Regions from separate parts of the Anser cygnoides genome. Here region 2 is linked to region 1. The links are chromatin contacts, called in public Hi-C maps. All regions are on one chromosome and are shown on one strand. The core of a region is the stretch at or near the end of the contact, and the rest is flanking DNA. Distances in the headings are between cores, read along the strand shown.

Evidence for each region. A called contact is a pair of places that touch in the nucleus more often than the background predicts.
Region 2: a contact with region 1 is called in a Hi-C map of fetal liver, with 1.7 times the contacts expected there. The contact joins the enhancer-like site here to the promoter of UBTD2 in region 1. A contact is called at or near these places in 5 of 7 Hi-C or Micro-C datasets (fetal liver, granulosa cells and liver).

The regions. Positions count from the first base shown.
Region 1 is chr14:10,969,299-10,973,071 of Taihu_goose_T2T_genome, forward strand. It overlaps UBTD2 (ubiquitin domain containing 2), which reads right to left and starts at 1,802. Exons shown (of 3, transcript XM_048080408.2): 1 at 1,647-1,802. The coding sequence starts at 1,716.
Region 2 is chr14:11,145,983-11,149,755 of Taihu_goose_T2T_genome, forward strand. SH3TC2 (SH3 domain and tetratricopeptide repeats 2) reads right to left here. Exons shown (of 19, transcript XM_013191898.3): 13 at 3,160-3,773; 14 at 2,889-3,069; 15 at 1,300-1,450. Among named protein-coding and RNA genes, the nearest start is that of SH3TC2, 13 kb to the right of the region's middle. Within about 2 kb of position 2,164, at least 1 of the 3 cell types and tissues checked has open chromatin away from gene starts, as enhancers often do. A contact at or near this core is called in fetal liver, where this site is marked.

The DNA.
Region 1 (3,773 bases), core at 552-3,051:
GTAAACACTAGGCAGTAACATGCTCTGAGTAAGTCTACCCGGGACAGCAATTTTTAGACAACTTGGACAGAAACTGCCTACCTCACACACTGCTACTGAGAGCATAATAAGACAGCATTACTATTTTACAGCATCAGCAAAATTCTGATTTTTTTCCCCATCTCATTCATTGGGCATCACAGGGAAGATAAGAGCGAGGAAATTAAACCACAGCTATTTCTGTGACATGATCTCACCTCGCAACACCTAGCTACTGAAGCAGGACTCTGAAAAATCGTCAGCACAGCTTTTAATGCTATTTTTTGGTCAAGATTTTACAGGTATGTTACTATTCCTTCCATTCTTTTTCCTTGACATCTAGTATGCTCTGGTCCCTTACTCGCTCTTGCATCTCTTACTGGTTGGTAAGTTTGCTTAGTACTAATGTAGTTTTTAGGTAACTTGATTTTTTTTTAAAAAAAGGGGGGGAGGGAGGAGGGGAGAGTAAGAAAGACTCACATTAGGCAAAGCTATAAAATTCCTTTTAATGTCAATGATGTGATTAAATCCCACACATCTGGACTTCCTGGTATTTCTGTGAACTATGTATCTGGCATTAATCAGCAGGTGGCTGCTTCAGATGTAAAAGCTGCGTTTTTTGGACATTGTGGAACAGCAATAAAGTCACTGCTGTGACAGAACACCCATCAGCTGGGCTGTCTGAGGTAAAAACAGACCAATAAATAATACTCTGTAAGGTACAGAGGAAGATGTTCATCTAGGTCAGCAGTTTTCAACCTGAAATCTGTGGACCCTGCATGTGCGAGGAATACTTATACAAGTGTCCTGTTGGTAGGCTGGCTTTAAACGACTGCACAGCATACAGAGCTCTGCTGGAGAACATCAGGGGTCCGCAAACCTAAGACTGAAAACGCAATCGCTCAGACATTTAGGTAGGGTAAAACAGAAAGGCTGAGGCCACTTACACTGCAGAAGTGTTTCCACACAGGCTACGCTGGCTAAGGAGGTGTGCACTTGCACATGAGCGCGCACAGGCTGCTCCAGCATCTGAAGTCCCTGGAAACTGACTACTTAGCAGGGGTGATCCAGGCTAGAGGAAAGCATCCATCTTCCTCGGAGAGAATTTAAAAAAAAAAAAAAAAAAAGCCCAACCCACAGCAGTGCCAGGACCTAAGTTATCTGAAGAATTATTTCCCACACACCACAAGGAGCTGAGCCCAAGGAAAACAAAGTTTGGGAGCCCGGGGCAGGCTGTTCCCCCAGCCCGTGTTTATTTCCCCAGCACCGGGGCTGGGGGCGACGGGGGGTGGTGGGCTTCGTCCGCGCTCCCCCCCCCCGGGGCACCGGGGGGGCAAACACAGCTCCCTGCTCCCGGATCCATCCCGGGACGGCTCTCGGCGAGCGGGGACGCCCCCGAAGGGCTCCGAGCGCCCCCGGTCCCCGCAGTGCCCTCCCCGGGAAAGTTGCGGCCCGGCCGGCCGTGTGTCGGGGAGGGGAACCGGGCACGGCGCCCCGAGCCCGGGGGGCGCAGCGCTGCTCCCCCCCGGCCCCGGCCCCGCCGCAGGCCCCGGGTCCCCGCGCGGCTCGGTGGGCAGCCAGCCCTCCCTCCGTCCTTCCCTCCCCTCCCTCCGGGCCCCGGCTCTCACCTCCGGTGCCGTCCGAGTTCTCGTTGAGGCTGCCCGAGGAGTCGTGGTGGGAGCCCACACACCCGCCCATGGGGCCCGCAGACCCGCCGCCCTCCGCTCCCCTCCGCTCCGCTGCCGCCCCCCCACCCCCCTCCCCCTGGAGCCGAGCTCCGCCGCCGGCCGGCCGGGCAGGCGCGATGGCTCCGGAGCCGCCTCCGAGCTCCGCAACACCGCCCCCGGGGCGCGGCCTGCCTCGCGCCGCGCCGCTCCGCCTCCGCCGCCGGGCCCCGGCTCGCCCCGGCCCGCTCTGCCCGCGGCCCGGCCCGGCCCGGCGTAGGCCTCGGCGGAGCCTGAGGCCGGGCTGGGCCCGTCCGGGCGGTGCGAGGCGAGGGGCCGGGCGGCGGGCAGGCCGCGGGGCTTCGCGTGGGGAACCGGGGCCGCCCCCGGCTCCTCGCAGCCCGCAGGGTCCAGGCCGAGACCCAGGGGTCGTGCGGAGCCTGCCCTGACCTTGCTTCGCAGTCTGGGGCTTTCCTTCCCCCCCCCCTTTTGCCAATACCGTTTACATTTTTACATAGAAAGTACACGCACGCTCGGATAAATCTATAGCCTGCTAATAACACCTCAGTGTTAATAGCATGCCAGTTTAAATTAAAAACAACGCTAAGCAAAAATAGTGCCTCGTGGCCAATCAGGACTTGCCTTCAATCCTCTGAGAAGAAAAGTTTGCTTTTTTTGTGCACTTCGTGCCCAAAGAGGTTATATTATTTTAGTAGCGATCTCACTGTGGAATTACGGTTCGTACGCTATCAGATGTACTGTCGCTCTTCAAAACAGCTAGCAATAAGAACATTGAACATTGAAAAATAAGTCAGAACATTGAAAAATGAAAGCAGACGCTGCAAAAAATAAAACATGATAACAGACTGAGCTCTGGGTTCCCCTATGTTCTGCTGTACACAGCAGCTTAATGTTCTGCTACACACAAAAAAAAGCAGAAAATGGAACCGAGGCTGAACATATTTTACCTACTTACAGATAACAATGCAAATACATTTTTTTTTTTTAATTAAAATGCCATAGCTGTTCATAGGGCTCATAGTCACCACATGAGAGGAACACACAGACAGGTCCGTTTCTACCATTAATTTTCATATGTATTCTTCATGCTGGAAGACCAGTCAACCTTTGGGAAGACACCTGTGTCAATAATTAAAATCCCAAATGTATGAGATAAGCTGAGTGCAAGAGGCTGAACACTTCATCATCTGAGAACAAAATGATGTAGAGTCGATCTGCTTTATGGGCCCAAATAGGAATTTCACAAATCGTAAGAAAATGTGGGGAAAGATCATTAGAATCTGCCTGCATTCACGCTAATTACAAGAAAAGCAAAATTTTCTTTTCTGTGAAGAACTTTAAACCAGAGAAAGGAAACACATAGCACTCAAGTTGTTTGAGCTTTCTTTTCAGCTGGTATCTGTAGGCCACACAGGTTGTCTGCTTGAGCGTGCACAGGTATTTTGAAAAGTATACTGGGTACTTTTGTTTGTTTGTTTGGGTTGGATGTAATTGTTTCAAAATTGTAGAAATAGAGAATAAAATAAAGGATGTTTACAATTTTTGATGAGAGTAGGTGTTGATGTGTGCATATCATTGTAAGAGTGTAACTGTACAGAGAGAAAGCATGAACTGCGCTTAGGTACTGGGAGGGCTTCTGCTGCTGGCTATCATCCTGCCCGCTGAGATCCCAAAAACGGCTGTCAGTGAAGCTGGTGGGGGTTAACCAGAATGTGACTCTGTTCCATAACGGAGTGGCTGCAGGACAGCGAGCTGGCATGGAAAAGTATGTCCACCCTGACACAGCAGTCTGCTTGCGGAGCATTGCAACAACACATTGACGCATGATGCTCTGAATATTTGGTACTAAACCCTTTCATTAACTACCTTGTTCTCACACACGTGCTGTATTTAGTACATGGTAGATATATATATGTATTAGTGTGTATGTAAATATTCAAATTAGCCAAGGTCAATATTTACTGCTTGATCCCGTGTATCTGGATGCAGTCGCAATGTACTAATAAAGTACAGAAGACAAACGAAGGCTTTTCCTAAACAAATGATATATTTTGAAGATTGTACTCCTCA
Region 2 (3,773 bases), core at 914-3,413, 180 kb after region 1:
GGCACCCATCCCCATGCAGGGTCAGCATGCCAGACCAACCAGCTGGGACGTCCCACGGCATCAGGACTTAGAGTGGGGACGGTGCAGGCGGCAGCTGCCCTGTCCTGGGCTGTCACTGCAGTGTGATGGAGCCAACGTGAAGATTGACAAGGGGAGCAGAGAGCCAGGACAGGGAAAGGCCAGCGCCAGCAGGAGTGAGGGCAGGTATGCTAACTTCTGGGAAGAAGGGATGTCTGTGTCAATTGCACACTCGACCCTGGTGCCACCTTCCAGCAGGAACGTGTTGTTCCTTTCATCCTTACAATCGATCTTTGCCAATGACATTGCCTGGGAAAGGGCCCATCAGGGTTGCAGACATGCCCTGCTGAGATCTCTCCTTGACTGGCTCATCTTAATGGGAAGTCACCCCTCCTTAGCCCCTGAAAACCTGCTGAATCCATGAGGAAGGCGATGATGGCTCTTCGTTCTGGGGCACTCCCTAGGAAACCAGCTGATGCTAGAGCCACGGATGCTCGATCACCCAGGTCCCTGAGCAGCCCCCCAGTACCAGTAACACAGGTGCCTCTAGCACCCTGATTTGGGGGCACTACGCTGATGGGAAAGGCTCTTCGCCTTGTCCCCAGCACCAGGTGCCTCAGGCGCCCAGCCCCACCAGCTCTGAAATGCTTCTGGGGTCACAGAGTGAGGGCCCAGAGCATCCCCTGTGTGTGCCCAGGCTGGTGCTTTGCTGGATACCACAGCTCAGTGCAACGCCAGCAGACCCAGCCAGCCTCCTGCTCTGCTTACTTTGGGTATGTGGAAGGCTTCTGCATCTTTAAATAGATGCTCCCTGGAGGATGCAGCCCTAAGATTTTATGAGTAGCTCTTCATCTTTGCAGCCCAGCTGACAGAATAATGTTAGAGATGGAAAGAAGCCAGAAGTTTTCTACTCCAAGAAGTCTCCAAGCACTTCCCCGGCACCTCACCCTCTATCTATGTGCATTTTGATGGGAACTGACCACCTAGCAGCTCCAGCTCTCTCTGGCACTCCCACATCAATTTCTGACTCAATAAATTCACTTGCTGTCACCCCAGAATCCTCCAAACCCGACTTATGGAAGGAAAGATAGGAAATTTAATGGCAGATAGCACACGAGTGCTGAGGCAACAGCTCTTCTTTGCAGCAGCAGGTTTCTACTGATCAAGAGAAAACTTCCCAAGTTCTCCAGCCCCAAATGTCTCCCACTGAGCCACACAGCCCTGATGGGAATGCACCTAGCCAGGGTGGGAACGGGGCTGCTCCATACACCTCCTCCATACCTGGAAGTACATTTCCACCAGCTCGTCTTCCTGCATAAGGTAGTAAAGCCTTCCTGCCTGCAGCCAGGCCTCTGCCACCTTGCCAGTCTCCTCCAGGTCGATGAAGATCCTTAGGCTCTGCTTGGTGCAGTCCAGAGACCGTCTCAAAGCCCTGTGGCAGCAATGGGCAGAAAGCCATTACAGAGCAACCACGGGGCACCAGCAGCCAGCTGCAGGGCTACAGCATGTCCCCGTTAGCAGTGCTGTCTTCTCCTCCTGCTGTTGCTGCAGGTTAGAGCCAAATGGACAGCCACAGCTCCCAGAAATGTGTCCTGGCAAAAGGGCAGGACATGTACGTGTGTCTTCTGTCTCAGCACAGCCCCAGGGGAGCTGCTCCCCAGTGGCTGCTCCTCATTTCAGCTGATGAAGCAGGTTTGTCCAGGCCACCTGCAAAGCCTATTTGCCCCCTGCACCGAGCCCCAAGTCACCCCCAGCCACACAGGGAGTGCAGGCTGGCAGTGCTTGCGCCTTCATCTCCCAAACAGCCTCTGGAACCCAGATCCACATCTCGGCCTGCTGTTTGCCCCTTGGGGCATCCAAAAAGGCGGCTCTGTGGCCACATGTGCAAGGCCTGACAGCCCCTTCCCAAGCCCCGTGTCACTGGAGGACGAGGGGACGAGCAGCAGGACGAGGTGGCAGGCTGAAGGCACGAGGCACCCGTGGCCAGGGGAGCGCGGGGCAGTGCCCAGGACATGTCTGCTTGCCTGGTGTCTCGCCTGCTGCTGACTGCGCTCCAGCTGTCCTTCCAGCCCAGGCTGGGGGACGCTTTGTGATCTTAAATAGCACCGCTCACATGACAGGCGTCTGCTTCCTAAATTCCTTCCCTCTGAACTCACTGCGACCCAGCACGGGAAGGTTAACGTCCCAGTTAACGACAGTCCCTGCCCGCTTGTCCTCCTGGGACGTGGGAGCCAGATCTCCGCTGTTTGACACGTTTTCTTTCAAAACTGGAAGAAAGTCTGTGGTCTGCCCAAGTCTTTCTCTCCCCTCCTGCCTAACCTTATGCCACCTGCATACGTCAAGCAGGAGATTGAAGGGTGAGCTGATAGAGGGCCTTACGTGCAATCCTGGGGAAAATATTCCGGTAGAGATAGGAAGGGCAGATTCAGTGGCTGGAGGCTGAAGCCAGGCTTATTTCAATAACTGATAAGGAGACTATTTTTGCTGGCGGACGGTGATTAATCACTGAAATAAGCCTCCAAAGGAAGTGATGAATTCCCTGTCACTGGGTCCCCTCTGAAGAGGGCCGCGTGTCTCTCTGGAGAGCCGTGTTTGGCCGTGCCCCAGCTCGCAGCCCAGTGTTTGCCCAGCAGTCACCACGTTCTGGCTGACATTGAGCTGTTCCCCCCATCACGGCGCAGGGACAGCTCACAAACCTCAGCAGTTCCCCAGCCACCAGCCTGCCTGCAGGGAGCTGCCACACGCCGTCCCCACATCTCCCCAGGGACTTTGGCTCCAGACACCTCAAAAAGGCCACTGTTCTGGTGTTGGGTGAGCAGAGACACTGCTCTAACAGCATCTACATGGAAACAGCCCCAAACAGGACTTACTCGGAGGTGTCCAAAGCCTGGTAGAGCTGGCTGAGGGTCTGCCGAACATTGCCTTCCATCTCTCTGTCCTGGAGCTGCTGGGCCAGAGACACCCAGTGCTCGTGGTAGGTGATGCAGGCCTGGAGGTTGGGGGACACCTTGCTGTAGAAATGGCAGAGAGCCTCCGTGACGTGGAGCTGACCTGCGTGGTATAGGGAAGGGAAAGGGATGGCTTTAGGGACCTAACAGGCGCTGCCCCGCGGTGAGTTCTTGCCAGCCAAGTGGTACTCACTCCTCACGTTACGCCACTTCAGGGCAAAACCCAGCGCCAGTTCATAGCAGAGCTTGCCATCTTCCACCCTCTGCCTGTTCACCATGGCCTGCGCCAGCCACAGCAGCACTTGCACCGCCTCCAGCTCCGGGTCTTGGCAGCCCTGCAGCTCAGCGTAGAGCCGAGCAGACTGCAGCAGGTAGTGCTCAGACAGCTGGCTCGCTCCGTGCGAGAGGCTCAGCTGCCCCAGGTTGGCCAGGGCGATGGCCTGGTTCCTCTTGTTGCCGGTCTCCTTGGCCTTCTGCAGGGCCCGGAGGTAGTTCTCCGCAGCCTTCTGCACCCGCCCTTCCCCTTTGAGGGCAATGGCCAGGAGGTTGTGCACAGCCCCCCCCTGCGTCACGCTGTCCGTCCCGTGCAGGGACCGCAGGAGCTGTCCCATGAGCTCTGCAGCTGGGCCCGGCTGGCTGTTCAGGAGATACATCCACCCCAGGGAGAGGGAAGACTCAAAGGCCTCCTCCTCGCCCATCAGCTTGCTGAAGGCCACGGCCCTGGTGGCGTGGCGGAGCGCCCCGTGCAGCAGGCCGTGCTGGAGGTGCAGCCGGGACAAGATGGTGCACAGCGTCCTCTGGGTGGGC